Regions from separate parts of the Mus musculus genome. Here all the other regions are linked to region 2. A link is a contact called in public HiChIP or PLAC-seq and promoter capture Hi-C data. All regions are on one chromosome and are shown on one strand. Each heading gives the region's core, a stretch centred on a gene start, on an enhancer-like site or on the middle of the called end of the contact. The rest is flanking DNA. Distances are from core to core; before and after follow the strand shown. Region 1 holds the start of Spag6l (sperm associated antigen 6-like). Region 2 holds the start of Pkp2 (plakophilin 2). Region 3 holds the start of Ube2v2 (ubiquitin-conjugating enzyme E2 variant 2). Region 4 holds the start of Top3b (topoisomerase (DNA) III beta). Region 5 holds the start of Ppm1f (protein phosphatase 1F (PP2C domain containing)).

Evidence for each region. Promoter capture Hi-C pulls out the DNA fragments that hold promoters and counts their contacts. HiChIP or PLAC-seq counts read pairs in DNA pulled down with a chosen protein or histone mark.
Region 1: a promoter capture Hi-C map of embryonic stem cells shows a contact between it and region 2, with 3 times the contacts expected there. The contact joins the promoter of Spag6l here to the promoter of Pkp2 in region 2. A contact is called at or near these places in 5 of 39 promoter capture datasets (cranial neural crest, embryonic stem cells, pre-B cells and 1 more), 1 of 15 datasets of contacts at CTCF or cohesin (embryonic stem cells), 1 of 115 datasets of contacts at active chromatin or transcription factors (embryonic stem cells) and 1 of 9 other capture datasets (embryonic stem cells).
Region 3: a contact with region 2 is called in a promoter capture Hi-C map of the SN4741 cell line, with 2.8 times the contacts expected there. The contact joins the promoter of Ube2v2 here to the promoter of Pkp2 in region 2. A contact is called at or near these places in 5 of 39 promoter capture datasets (the SN4741 cell line, cranial neural crest, hippocampal neurons and 2 more) and 3 of 115 datasets of contacts at active chromatin or transcription factors (embryonic stem cells, epiblast stem cells and extraembryonic endoderm stem cells).
Region 4: a contact with region 2 is called in an H3K4me3 HiChIP or PLAC-seq map of bone marrow-derived macrophages, with 7 times the contacts expected there. The contact joins the promoter of Top3b here to the promoter of Pkp2 in region 2. A contact is called at or near these places in 11 of 39 promoter capture datasets (the 3T3-L1 cell line, the C10 cell line, embryonic stem cells and 5 more), 1 of 15 datasets of contacts at CTCF or cohesin (the NIH/3T3 cell line), 5 of 484 Hi-C or Micro-C datasets (cortical neurons, embryonic fibroblasts and nephron progenitors), 16 of 115 datasets of contacts at active chromatin or transcription factors (DN3 thymocytes, the NIH/3T3 cell line, acute myeloid leukemia and 8 more) and 1 of 9 other capture datasets (embryonic stem cells).
Region 5: a contact with region 2 is called in a promoter capture Hi-C map of embryonic stem cells, with 11 read pairs. The contact joins the promoter of Ppm1f here to the promoter of Pkp2 in region 2. A contact is called at or near these places in 10 of 39 promoter capture datasets (the 3T3-L1 cell line, the C10 cell line, embryonic stem cells and 3 more), 2 of 484 Hi-C or Micro-C datasets (the C10 cell line and embryonic stem cells), 7 of 115 datasets of contacts at active chromatin or transcription factors (acute myeloid leukemia, astrocytes, bone marrow-derived macrophages and 3 more) and 1 of 9 other capture datasets (embryonic stem cells).

The regions. Positions count from the first base shown.
Region 1 is chr16:16,827,988-16,830,687 of GRCm38.p6, reverse strand. It overlaps Spag6l (sperm associated antigen 6-like), which reads left to right and starts at 1,325. Exons shown (of 11, transcript NM_015773.2): 1 at 1,325-1,493; 2 at 1,573-1,668. The coding sequence starts at 1,469.
Region 2 is chr16:16,212,016-16,214,715 of GRCm38.p6, reverse strand. It overlaps Pkp2 (plakophilin 2), which reads right to left and starts at 1,371. Exons shown (of 13, transcript NM_026163.2): 1 at 1,121-1,371. The coding sequence starts at 1,343.
Region 3 is chr16:15,593,197-15,595,896 of GRCm38.p6, reverse strand. It overlaps Ube2v2 (ubiquitin-conjugating enzyme E2 variant 2), which reads left to right and starts at 1,379. Exons shown (of 4, transcript NM_023585.4): 1 at 1,379-1,437. The coding sequence starts at 1,422.
Region 4 is chr16:16,869,231-16,871,988 of GRCm38.p6, reverse strand. It overlaps Top3b (topoisomerase (DNA) III beta), which reads right to left and starts at 1,253. Exons shown (of 18, transcript NM_011624.3): 1 at 934-1,253. Vpreb1 (pre-B lymphocyte gene 1) reads left to right here and starts at 2,734. Exons shown (of 2, transcript NM_016982.2): 1 at 2,734-2,758.
Region 5 is chr16:16,895,183-16,897,882 of GRCm38.p6, reverse strand. Ppm1f (protein phosphatase 1F (PP2C domain containing)) reads right to left here and starts at 1,414. Exons shown (of 8, transcript NM_176833.4): 1 at 1,259-1,414.

The sequences.
Region 1 (2,700 bases), core at 76-2,575, 620 kb before region 2:
TTTGTGTGAGAATGTAAATAACATCAAACAACCCTTTTGTTTAAAGTACATTTACCCTGAAATATGTCTGAAATTTGATCTCATTCCTATAAAGCCAGTTTATGACACGGTGTGAGGGACTACTGTATATGGCTTAAAAATTGTTGCATTAAAAAATTGTTAAATTTATGCTTGTTTGAAATTTTCAAAGAATACCTTTACTAAGAAAAAGAAAACTGGGTTTCTCTGTATTCAAGATATAGTCCCTGTGATGGTTTGTATATCCTTGGAACAGGGAGTGGCACCATCTGAAGGTGTGGCCTTGTTGGAATAGGTGTGACCTGGTTGGAATGGGTGTGTCATTGTGGGTGTGGGTATAAGATCCTCACCCTAGTTGCCTGGAAGTCAGTCTTCCACTAGCAGCCTTTGGATGAAGATGTAGAACTCTCAGCTCTGCCTGAGCCATGACAGCCTGGATGCTGCCATGCTCCCACCTTGATAATAATGGACTGAACCTCTGAACCTGTAAGCTAGCCCCAATTAAATGTTTTTTTATAAGACTTGCCTTGGTCATGGTGTCTGTTCACAGCAGTAAAACCCTGACTAATACAGTCCCCATCCTGTTTTGGAAATGTCACTCAGCCACAAAATAAAGCTTGACTTTAAAACCAAATAGCCAAAGAGATGCAGATCACAAACTTGTTATTTATTGTAACCCTTGGGGCTAGAGTGTTGGCTCAGTGAGTTCAGAGCACTGACTGCTCTTCCAGAGGTCCTGAGTTCAATTCCCAGCAACCACATGGTGCGCACAACCATCTGTAATGGGATTCAGTGTCCTCTTCTGGTGTATCTGAAGACAGATACAGTGTACTTACATACATGAAAATAAATAAATAAATTAATTAAAAAAAAGAGTAATTCTGGACCATAGGATATTAATTATATTATTTGTTCTGCTTTTCCTACTGAATATTTCAGACTGCTTAGTCGCTGTCTTAAGTGCAATTAAGTAAGTATACAGTTGTGAGTTTTCGGAGATCTGGAAACCAAAAATGTCATGTGTACCAGGGATACACCAGAAACAAAACACTGTGTTAAGGTTGCTTTGACAATACTGTTATCAACCAGATTATTTGGTGGTTACATGCTTGGTTGTTCTTGACTGTGTGTGGTGCCCGCAACCTGTAGGCGTCGCACCAGCCACTCTGGTGGGTTGGTGTGTAGAGGACCTTGTCTCCTGACAGTCTTCTGCCCAAGAGACACCCTCCCCACCCCAGGCGGGTGCAACAACCGGCAAGCGGTTGATAAAGTGTAACAGCCTTCCCCACTCTGGCCGTGACGTCACGACCTTTGCTGGTGGTTGTATCCGGTTGCTGTCGGTTGCCCTGGAGACGCATACACAGAGGAACGGATCCCACTACCAGCTCAACGGTGGCGGAGGTCCTGGTAGCTGCCCACCACTTGGACCTGGAGAAGCAGGTGCGGCGCCATGAGCCAGCGGCAGGTGCTGCAAGGTATGGCAAAGGCTGGCGGGCACTCGGGAGGGTTGGCGTCTCGGGCCACAGGGCACCTCTACCGGGTCTGTCTCCTCAGTGTTCGAGCAGTACCAGAAAGCCCGGACGCAATTCGTGCAGATGGTGGCAGAGCTGGCGACAAGACCCCAAAACATCGAAACGCTGCAGAATGCAGGTAAGACTGCACCCCACGCTTGTCTGCCTGTCTCACCTGCCACCCTATCCTATTCTCCTATCCCTCAGGCCCTGGCCTCTTCCATCCCCTGACTCCCATCAGCTGTACCTGTAACCCTTAGCTGCTGTCCTCTTGGGTTTCTTACCTGCAGAGGTATTGTTCGTTTGCTTTGTTTTGTTTTGTTTTGTTTTGTTTTGTTTTGTTTTGTTGTTTGTGTGTGTGTGCCTGGTGAGTCAAAGGAGACGCCTCCAAGTTCCTCCTGTACAATCTCCAGTCCCCTTAGCGGAGGTGGGGTGGGGGTGGGGGTGGGGGTGGCGGTGGCGCTGGCAGGTTGTCAGGTTCATTCAAAGCAGTATGAATTTCCTGGAAGTTGTTTAGCATAGATCTTATTCTGAGAGAGAGAGAGAGAGAGAGAGAGAGAGAGAGAGAGAGAGAGAGAGAGAGAGAGAGAGAGAGAGAGAGAGGAGAGAGAGAGAGAGATCCCTGTCCCTGCCAGGTATGTCAGTAAGAAGAGGAGGAGGGAGGAGGGAGGAAGGAGAGTTTCATTTGCCCAGATCAAGCATGAGCTACTAACTGAACTCTGAGATTGCTATCACTATTTTGTCTTGAGAAACCTTTAGTTTATTGGATATCTCTCTCTCTTTCTTTCTTTCTTTCTTTCTTTCTTTCTTTCTTTCTTTCTTTCTTTCTTTCTTTCTTTCTTTCTTTCTTTCCTTCCTTCCTGGAGACAGTGTTTCTCTGTGTAGCCTTGACTGTCCTGGAATTCACTGTGTAGACCAGGCTGACCTGGAACTCAGACATCCTCCTGCCTCTGCCTCCTGTGACAGCTAGGATCAAAGGTGTGCACCACTACCACCAGGCATATTATAGGATATCTTTAAAACTAACTTAAATACCCTGTACCTTTTTGGTCCTTTGTTTTGTCCTTTGGATTTTGGTGTTTATTCTCGGATATTTTCTTTATTTTTAAAATTTTTTATTCTTTTCTCAAATATTTATATCCTGACCAAAGTTCCCTCTCCCTCTATTCCT
Region 2 (2,700 bases), core at 122-2,621:
CCACCTATGCCACTTTCTGTCTGGAATCTTGACTGTTTTATTTGCTCAGTTTCCTTGTCTCTAAGCTTGGATCCACAGTAAACCCAGCCCATGTCTGTAATCTCAGCACATGGGAGACGGAGACGGGAAGTTTGAGGCTGCATCTTAAAAATCGTATCTATATCTACACATATGGAAAGAGAAAGGAAAAAAATACACAGTTCATTTTAAGAAGATAATATAAAGTGCGAACCACATAGCCTAATTAGGGACGTTACAGGCACTCACTTACATGAGCTTGCAATCATTAAACACCTCTTTACTTTTCAAGTATGCAAACATCAACTGCCCTAACCTTTAGACAAACTGAAAAGCGGACAGCCTCCCAGACTCTGCTATTTGAAATCCACATGCTGGCACGGAAGCATTATTATTCTTAATGGTAATCACATTTACCAGAGCTTCTGATCTTTCTGATCAACCACACTTCTGTCAACTAGTCTGTGTGGTGGGGGGTTGATTTTTTTTTTTTTAATGAGGGCGGTTCTGCACCCACGCATCTGTTGGTTCTGGTGTGTGGGTGTGAGGTGGGCAGGCGGGGCTACCTTCAGCCTGGCCAAAGTCTCCTTCCTCCTTATCCTCCGCAGGGTGTTCAGGTTGCTCCCAGACCCAAAGCCGACTTGCTCAATTTGTTTAGTCGCAGATACGGAGTGGAGCACTTGGACGAGGTAACCTCAATTTAGAGGATGGAGGAACCGCAGGGCTTTGAAGGTTTCTTTCTAAAAATATTTATAGAGAGTCGTAAACTCTAAAACATCTCAATAAAAGCCCAAAGCGCCTTATTCCAGAAGATCAATCTTGCATACCAAAGTCTGCATAAAATTTCAAAGTGTTTTTTAGAATCTCAGGGAGAGAACCCGGAGCGAGCGGCGAAGGGTGAAACCGATCGAATTCTTTAATACAGACAATTGTGTAATTAACAAACGAATAAGGTAGACCAGAACCAAAGGTTAGGGAGGAAGCGTGTCCAAAGCGACCAACCACGAGCCGGAAAAGGTAAGGTGAGCAACAGGTGGGCGGGCGGACACCGGTTCGCACCGGGGAGACCTACGACTAGCACGGCGGGTGGGGTTCGACTCACCGCTGACCGCAGAGCTCCGGCCCCGGCGGGCCAGGGTCTGCTGCACCTGCTCCTGGATCCGCTGGCTCCGGGCCGCCGGGTCGCCGCGGCCGCTGCTGCCGGCCAGCCTCAGTCTGGCCTCGGAGGGCAAGGCCAGGCTGGAGCTGTCCAGGTGACCCAGGATCTGCTGGCCCAGCACAGTCCGGATGTAGCCACACTCGGCCAGTGAGCCGGGGACGGCCATCGCGTCGGCGGAGTGACCAGGAGGGACTGCCAGGACCTGCCCGCAAAGCCGCAGAGGCGTGGGGACCGGCAGCAAACCCCGCCCCGCCCCGCCCCGCCCCGCCCCGCCCCGCCCCGTAGGACCCAGGCCCTTAGGGGACAGGGGCGTGGCTCCTGCAAAGCAGGCGCACTCCGCCCGGGGCGAGCACGTCCTCTGAGGCCCCCACGTATTCTCGGCTCGCGAAGGATTGTGGGAGGAGCTGCCCTTAGGACAGGTGCAGCTGGGAACTTCTGCTGTGAGTAGCACATCTAGTTAGTTAGGGTCAGTTACACTGTTCCAAACGTTCACAGATAATGAAACATGTATGAAATAGACGTATTTTAAAGGTTTTTTTTTTTATCCGTAGTACTTCAGGACGCCGAGCTTTTTGTACAGATGGAGCCCCAGAAACATATGTTCTCCCTCAGTGAAAGCCTCTGCTTGCTCTTGCAAATACACAAATTGTACCCAGTGCGCTCTTGTCCACCCACTTCCTTCTTAAGGAACATGCCCACACAGAGAAACTCCAATAAGAGGCCCAGAGAAAAGATGACTTTTAATACTCAGTTTTAATAGCTCTTCTAACGTTGACTAAGCCCTCTTTATGACAAGCTCTTTGCAGGGGAACTCATGAACGAGGTTTCTCACTTAAATCTCCCGAACTTGAGTTTATCATGCTATTAACTATGCTTCACATGCAATTGGGCTAAGAACAAGAGCTAAGCTCAACAGAAGGGTCCTTGAACTTAAAGTTGACAACCGATGCTACTCTCCACATACTGGTATTTAGACTTGGGAGAAGAAAAGAAAAACATCTATGTTTGTTATCAAGTGGGGTCTTTTCCTTTGGTTGCTAGGGTTTGTACCTTTGTTGGAACAGCTAGGGAACACAACTTCTCTTCTTCCCCGGTTCCTAACTAAACAGTTAATGTGGCTTCCTGTTTTGCCTTCGAGCATCGAGGAAATCAGGGACGAGTCACTCTTTCTCCACAGGCCACATAGTCAAAGGTCATAAGGAAAGCTCTGGAGGTGGGAGCTATGAGGTCAGCAAAAGCAACTGGGCCAGTCTTTAGGTAAATTGTGCCCAAAAGCTTGGCTTGCCAAGTCAGGTGTAAATAATGTACAGATGTGATGCTGAGAGCTTACCGAAAACAAGAATGTTATGACGGTTAAATTACAGCAACAAATCCTGTCACCAGCCCCTTGTAAGCAACCTGTTTCCCTTCATCTATCTCCTAGCTCCTTCTGAAAGTCCCAGGTCTGTTGCTTTAAAAGATAACTGCAGCGCCTGCTTCTGCAGGGCCAGGACTCACTCTGGCTTCTGTACCTGGAGAACTAT
Region 3 (2,700 bases), core at 130-2,629, 620 kb after region 2:
TAAAGTTGTACTGTATTTAATATTTTAGTATTTATGACATCTTGGGCACAAACAAGAAAGGAATATTAACAATGATGCACTTGGAATGGACTTGTATTAGATAATCTTTGTTGTGAACTTGACACAAATGGAAAGAGGAAATCTCAATTTAAGACTTGCCTTAGTCAGAATAACCTGTGGGCATGTCTGAAAAGAAAAACCTGGGGGAACTTTCTTAGTCACTAATTGTTGTAGGAGAATCCAGTTGGGTATGGGTATACCATCTTTAGGTACATGGGCTTACTCCTCCAAATAAGGTAGGTGAACGTAAGATAGAAATGTAAAGGTCCATGATTCACCGAAGAATGACACCTGGGACTCAAATAGTATGTATACTCAGAGAGTGCTTTATTTTGCAGAAGTCCAGCGTGTTGGAGTCTCCCATTGCCAAAACAGAGAGACAACTAAGTGAGTGTGCATGCTTGCTTTAAAGCACATTGGAATTCTGGGGAAGATGAGTTTTATCTTACTCTATCTCTAGGCATCCTAGAACCATTATCGGGCATGAAGGCTGGAGCCTGGGTTTTTTTCTATTAGTAATTGACTTGCCTGGGCTTGCCTGGACTTTCCCAGTTCTTAGGCCCAGTCTCCTTAACTGTCAATTTGAAGTCTGTCATGGAGTCAGCCTAGCCTTCTCAGAAGCAAGGTGGTAAGCTGCTTTTCTCCATCCCTTTTTGCTTCACGGTTTTGCTTGAGTTTCTTCTGTGGCTTTCTTTACTGATGGACTTTTGGTTCTGGTGTCATCAGAGCAAAACTACAGCCTAAACGTAGCCTGCACTAACACAGCCCAACCTTTTGGAATAGTTTTTTTTTTTTTTCCCCAACACAATTGTGAATTCCCATGTTTTACCTTGATTATTAATAACAGGTTTGGTGTGATGTAACTTTGTTTTTCGAGACAGGGTTTCTCTTTATAGCTCTGGCTGTCCTGGAACTCACTTTGTAGACCAGGCTGGCCTCGAACTCAGAAATCCGCCTGCCTCTGCCTCCCGAGTGCTGGGATTAAAGGCGTGCGCCACCACGCCCGGCTCGTGATGTAACTGTTAGCGTTTGTTTAGACATTATTTCAATATTTAATAAGAGGAGTCATAGGGAAAATTTCCCTTGGACACACTGACACTATTGGAGATCTCAGATCTTTTAAAGACTTTTTAAGCTCATGCTGCCTTAGTCTCCCAACCCAGTTTTATGTGTGTGTTTTGATTAGGACAACCGATGAACCAACAGTTCCAGAGACCATCAGGGGCAAAGCTTGCCAGGAACAGGAACCTGATACAGTCCCCACTATCCCCACTATCGGTCCCTCTATGACGGAGAGCAACGCGCTGCCGGAAGTGACGTTGACGCCCTGCGTGCGGTGGTGCGTCTGGTAGCAGGAGAAGATGGCGGTCTCCACAGGTCGGTTCCTAGCCGGGTCTGCCGCGCTCCCGCTGCTTTCTGTCCGGCGGGCCGCGCGGGACTGCGGGTGCGCAGTGCGGAGGGCCCCGCGAGGGGCAGGGGGTGGGGCGGGCGGTAGGGAGGTCGGGACGCGCGTGTCAGAGCTCGCGGTGACGGGGAGCCTGCGCGCCCACCGCCCGCGGCGGCCCTGCGGGAGGACCGGCAGATCTGGGCGCCGCAGCGGAGCCGAGGGTGGAGTGCGCTGGAGCGGCCCGCGGTGGCGGTGGCATTGCCCATCAACGGGGCTACGGCGGAGAGGCATCCTGGATGGAGCCGGGGATCTAGGCTGGGAGTCCACCAGACAGACACGTGCGGGAGGATAGGACTAACCGGAGGGTGGCTGCTGTCTGGAATAAGAGGGCGACGATTTTACTTAGGTGGCCGAATGCGTGTTCTTCTTCTTCTTCTTCTTCTTTTTTTTTTTCAATTAAGTGAAAAACTACAGTACACTGAGCCAGACGAAAGCTAATTGCAGGACAGTTGGTACCTTAGATAGGTGTTCTACTCTTGTCTACAATGTTCGGTTGCCTTTGAGCAGAAACTTGAAATTTAAATGCCAACAGGGTTTAGAAATTTGGTGACAAAAAAAATTAAAACAGTTTAAAAGTGTTGAGTTTTAGCATTTAAAAATGATGATTCATAAGATTTATTTTTTTTTCTAGTTCTTATTGAATCTAGGTTGTAGAAATGGAAGAGGTTGAGTGCATGTTGTGATTGTTAACATTTCAAGGTAATGCCTTCATATACATTTTTCATATTGTTTAAATCTTACCTTTATGTGTATGAGTGCCATAGACAATAAAATCTTTAGCAGTTCTACCTCTGGAAAATACATCAGTGGTCAGATCAGAGCTGTCCAAGACCAAAGCTCATTTTAAAAGTGATCTTTTAATGTTATAACCCTTAATCTCTTTACTTCTTATTTGAAATATATGTGCTTATTAGTGCCATGTTTTTTAAAGAGTTGTGCTCACTACCTTAAAATTAAACTAATAAAATGGTGTATTGTAATATGAAAAATGTCAATTTGTGATTGCATTTGTTCTTTTTAAAAATATTTATTATATATATATGAGTACACTGTAGCTGTCTTCAGACACACTAGAAGAGGGCATTGGGTTCCATTACAGATGGCTGTGAGCCACCTTGTGATTGCTGGGGATTGAACTCAGGACCTCTGGGAGAGCAACCAGTGTTCTTAGCAGCTGAGCCATCTCTCCAGTC
Region 4 (2,758 bases), core at 4-2,503, 660 kb before region 2:
TGACACTATAGTTTGTCCTATTCTGGAGTTAGGTAAGCAAAGGGCTATTTAGGTGTGGATTGCAAAGAGAGAATAGCAAGACAACCTGCCCATTCTTTGCCACACCTCACTAATCAGTGTCCCTTGGAAAGCACTGTAAATATGGAGGTTTCTTTTTGTATTATGTAGTAGTGGATTTAACTTGAGGAGCCCCAAAAGGGGTCAGCAAAGCATGGGAAATCTAAGAATTTAACACTTCAGTGACTTTTAATCACCTACAGATCCAGGAAAATAAGCCTGTCTCTTAACTCCTTCTTTGTATCTAGTATGCTGCAGCTCTGTCTACCAACATTGCTATAAAATAGGAGTTAAAGTTAAACAAACAAATAAACAGTTATTTTGTGTGTGGATATGTATGGGCACGCACATGCTGCCGGTCACAGGTCAGAAGACAAATTGTGGGATTCAGCTCTCTCTTTTTACAACGTGAGTTCCCGGGGTCGGAACCTTGGTTGTAAGAGCGCTGAGCCATCTCATCATCCTAGTTTAAAAAGCCAGAATAAATCGCAGTGCATAACAATTCAGACTAGCGACAAGGGACCTTGGCGAACGGTGAAAATTCCCCCCTTTCTCTGGCTATCAAATCCAAGTCGTCCTGGCTTTTCACAGTCCTGTTCCCAAAGGCCGGGTTCCAAATAGGTTAAGAGAGGTCATCCGTTCTTCCCTATGCATAACTAGCTGGCCCTCGACTCTAGCTCATTGGTTTACCCAAGTTTTCTCCTAATCTGCAGAGATCAAGTCCGAGAACAGCCTGGGTCTCCAGACAGAGCAGGCTCCGGGAGGCAGCGAGTGGAACCTTCGGATAAGAACGCAAACCGCAGGCCTGAGCCTCTGTGGGCAGCACAACTTCCCTGAGCCGGTTTCCCTACCCTCAACTAGGGGGAAACGTCTCACCTCGGGGCCGCGGGGAGCTCGTTGGAAAAGCGACCACTGCCCACTAAACGCGGCTCCACCGCCGCCCAGAGGCCCCACGGCGAGGGCTGGATGGCGAAAAAGCCGCGCCAGGGCAGGACCCTCCCCCACGCCCCCGCCCGGGTCGGAGCGCTGCTACCATTCCGGAAATGCCTGGGGAAAGCCAGCGTCTTCCGCTTCCTCGAGCAGCCAGCATCCCACTGCTCACCCGCCGTGCCGCTGCGCCTCTCGCTCCGGCTGTGCTTTCCCCGGTGGCCACTCACGAACTCACTTCCGGCTCTGTCCGTCTGTGGCGTCCCCTCATCTGCCCTCCGATGTCGACACTAAGGTGTCTGCAAGTTCCGAGGCTGGTGAGTTCCGGGTGCCTTGCTGTCTGCTTCCTGTTGGGAGCAGCAGGGGCTCCCCAAGTCTCCATTGTGTCTCCAAAAAATCATCCGGAGAAGACATTAATGACGATTGTCAGTATGATTACGAGAACTGATGAAAATATGCAATTAATGATTAAAATAAAAATGTAAAGTTTATTTTTATTTGATATGCATTGGTGTTTTGCTTGCATATGCACATCCGTGCGGGGGTGTCAAATTCCCTGGAACTGGGGATAGTTGTGAGCTGCCATATGGGTACTGGGAATTGAACCCAGGTCCTTAACCACTTAACCAGCCCAATAATTAAAATAATTTAAACATTTCAGATAGCAGGCTTTTTCAGTGTTAGCAACATCTGTGAGCGGGATGGTGGCTCTTACCAGGAATCAAGCAATCAGAAGGTTGAGACAGCGAGTTAGAGGTCATTCAGGGCTACATAGTGAATTTCATTCCAGCTTGGGACTATAGGCTATACAAGACAAAACAAAACAAAGCACCTTTTAAAATTTTGAAGACCACACTACTTGTGTTAATGTATCTGGAAGATAATATGTAATTTTTTTAGAGTATTAGAATTATGGAAGTTTTAAAATAGTTTTGATGACTTTATTAGCATACCGTTTTTTAATAGCCTGGTATGGTGGCTCACAACTTTGATCTCGGCACTTGGGAGGCAGAGAAAGGCAGATTTCAGTGAGTTCGAGGCCAGCCTCATCTGCACATTGAGTTCCAGAATAGCCAGCCAGAGCAAAATAGTGGGATCCTGTCTTAAAAAAAAAAAAAAATATATATATATATATATGTATGTATATATTCAGATTGTCTCATTATGTAGCCAAGGCCATCCTGGAACTCACTGGAACTCACTGTGGACCCAGGCTGGCCTCAAACTTATGTTTTTAAGCCATCCTTTTGTTACCAAGACTGGCTATGACAGCCCCAACTTGTCAACGAGACAAGTAAGAAACCTATAAGATGGCTCAGCAGGCAGACAGTGGCTGCCAAGCTGGCCATGTGAACACAAAAGAAATGAAAATAAAAATGTAATTAAAAGAGATAATACTAAAAAGCAGAGGAAGGAGATTTATTTAGTGTGCTCACATATGGTAGAGGAACATCTAAAGAGGCCCAGTGACTGCTCCCACACATATTTGGGGTCTGATATGAGGCTTAGGTTTAAGGAGAAAACTCTTGTCCCCTTTACCAGGCATTTAAAGTGAACTACAGATCTGCTTATTTGGGGCTCAGCCTCTCAAGGGGAGTTGAGGTCACTCTCCCTCAGGGAGACAAGCCCGCAGTCCTGGGTTCTGGCCCATGACGTTCCAGCAGGTGCTTCCTCCCAGAATGCTTCCCTGGGTCAAACCCAGAGCCACAAAGGCTTCCATTAGACCATTCTGGTAAGTGACAGAGTCACAGAGCCCAGAAAGCCTGGGAGGGTG
Region 5 (2,700 bases), core at 165-2,664, 680 kb before region 2:
GCCACTAGAGTGAGGTAAGCAGCCTGAGGTCTGGGGGGATCACACAGGAAATGAAAACTCTCCCTTAGTACACTGGGTAGCAAAGACAGTCTTCCAGAAAAGACTGGCTTCAGGCAACATCACAGAGGAATTCTGCAAATTAATCTGTTGTGGGAGGTTAACAGTTATTAGAACAATTGTTTTGTTTATGTCTCAGAACTGTGTGGGAAAACATGCCATCAGGTCATACTGCAGTTGAAAAAAAAACCAGGTGGTAGGAGGAAAGTGTTACTCTAAGGTCACAAATATTAGTTGTCACCAAAGCAGGACTCAGTTGAGGAATCTGGTGCCCAGTGACTTGGCCACTTCCATCCCAGTTTGCCGCTGAGTAAAAGTAAAATTTGACGATGGGAGGAATATGAACACTGAGACCATGAGGTAGAGGCAGCTCTCGTTCAGTTCCTTAGGTGGGAACAGTTCACAGGGCTGTCCCAGGGCACATTGTGAACACATCTGTTAATCAAGGGGCCTAGAAATAGGCGGCCTTGGTAGGGCAGACCACTGCCTTCCACTGGGCCTCACTAGATGTTAGTCTGCAGAAATCCTTACAATCCCTTTTCTCCTCATTATACGGAGAGCTTAGGGGGCTGGCCTGAGACCACACAACTGTAACGGTGAAGCCCAAGGCTCTCAGGACTGAGGCTCTACTGCAATCTAGCCCAATGGCTTCAGCCTGCGTCTTGAAACCAGGTGGTAAGTAAAACACTAGCTTTAAATACACTTAGGGACGCCACTGGGCTGGGCATTCAGGTTGAAAATGTGGTCCCAGTCCGGGTCGTCACTAGTAGGGCTGAGGGTAGGGCCGTGGGCCTAGCCCTCATGTTTTGGAAGATAAGAGGGAATGATCCTTGAAAACAGGATTGTCACTCCTTGGTACTGTTTTGCCTCACAGCTCTCAGCCTCCTCCTGGACCTCGGTTCAGACACAGCCCTGGGGGAGGGTGTCAATGGATTCCCAGTTCCGTGCCTTTAGTTTCCGACGCCTTGCCACCAGGGCCCGGCGGCGGCTTGCTCAGATTTTTTGCTCACAGCTATCCCCCAAAGTCCCATGGGCTCAGGCACCCGAAACCGGTCTTGGCCTTAGTGCTTTCTCACCTCTCCATTTCGTCCTCAGTCTCATTTCACTTTCGTGCATCTCAGGCCCCCACATGACCCCCACCCTAGTCCGAGTCTTCCACCCTCACCCTCGCTCTTCATCCCTTGCACCCCGCGGGCCTCACCTGCCAGCCTGCCGCAGTGCTCCCCACGAGCTGCTCTGGGCAGCCCCGCCTACTTCCCGTCCTAGGCGCCGCAGGCTCTGCGCAAGCGCAGTCGGGCCTCGGGCGCACCTCTGCTGCCTCCTGCTGGTCCCTCTGCTCTCTTGTTTCAGGGACGACAAGAGCCCCAATAGCCAGTGCGTTGCTACACTTCTCCAGCCTTGACTGGGCAGAAAGCAGTCCTTGCTTCACAATGCTCAGTCATTGCTTCACAACGTGTGTGGTGATCAGTCTCAGGGCAGTGATGCGGCTTCATACTGCTCAGGACTGGCCACCCATCAGAGACTTTAGAAAATATTTTCATGTATAACATTATATTCATTTTATACCAATGAACGTGTACACTGCCTGTGTACAGTGTGGAGAGTACCCCTTCAAGTTTCATTGTGGTCCTGCCCACTTAACCACAGGCCCCAGGGGCTTTGTGGTTAAGGGTTCCAGGCCCTTTGTGCTCAGCAGGACTGCATGGCCACTGAGAATTCGTTGAGCAGCTTGAGCTCTGGGGCTATAAAGCAGGAAATGAGACACTTTTCTTAGTGCACTGGGTAGCAAAGGCAGTCTTAAAGACAAGGTTGGCTCCAGGTTGTCACCTGGCTTTTAAAACAATTGTTCCGGCATGGTGACGCAAGCCTTTAATCCCAGCATTTGGGAGGCAGAGGCAGACAGATTTCTGAGTTCGAGGCCAGTCTGGTCTACAAAGTGAGTTCCAGGACAGCCAAGGATACACAGAGAAACCCTGTCTCGAAAAACAAAAACAAAACAAACAAAAAAACCCAATTGTTTGTTTTGTTTATGTCTCAGAACTGTGCTGACAAGCACATGCCATCAGACCCCATTGTCTTAGGAACTTGTCACCTGATTAGGTTTCAGGGAACCCATGAGCCTGGGGAACCAATAGATGGGTGTGTGTACTGGCATGGTGGGGAGAATGTCTGTCTGCTACGCAAGTAGAGTCCTGGTTCATTCAACCTGATTAAGGTTTGAGGTCATTTATAACCTGATGAGGTAGAGGGTGATACAGAGAAGACAGCAAAAGCAGGCACTAGGAACCTGGCCCTGTTAGGCTCTAGGCCAAGGACATATCTGTAATGTACCCTTTCCTGAGGTTGCTGTCACCATGATTGTCTTGTTTGTAGTCTACTATGCCAAAGCCTTTACTCTTGTTAAATTCCCAATATTAGCTATACCAACCAGCTTAGCTCAAACCTCTTCATCAAGACATGCCAAGCTGTGGGGTAGAGCCAGGAGGTCTCAGAGTGCTCAGTTCCAGGTCTCTCATCTGTGTCCTCTCCCAGTTCCCAAAATCCTTTCCCAGAAACCTGTTCTGAGCACTATGAGAGTGAGTGCAAACACTCCCTACCACACTAGCCTCTATCACTCAGAGACTGGCTGTATTACTTAGGCTT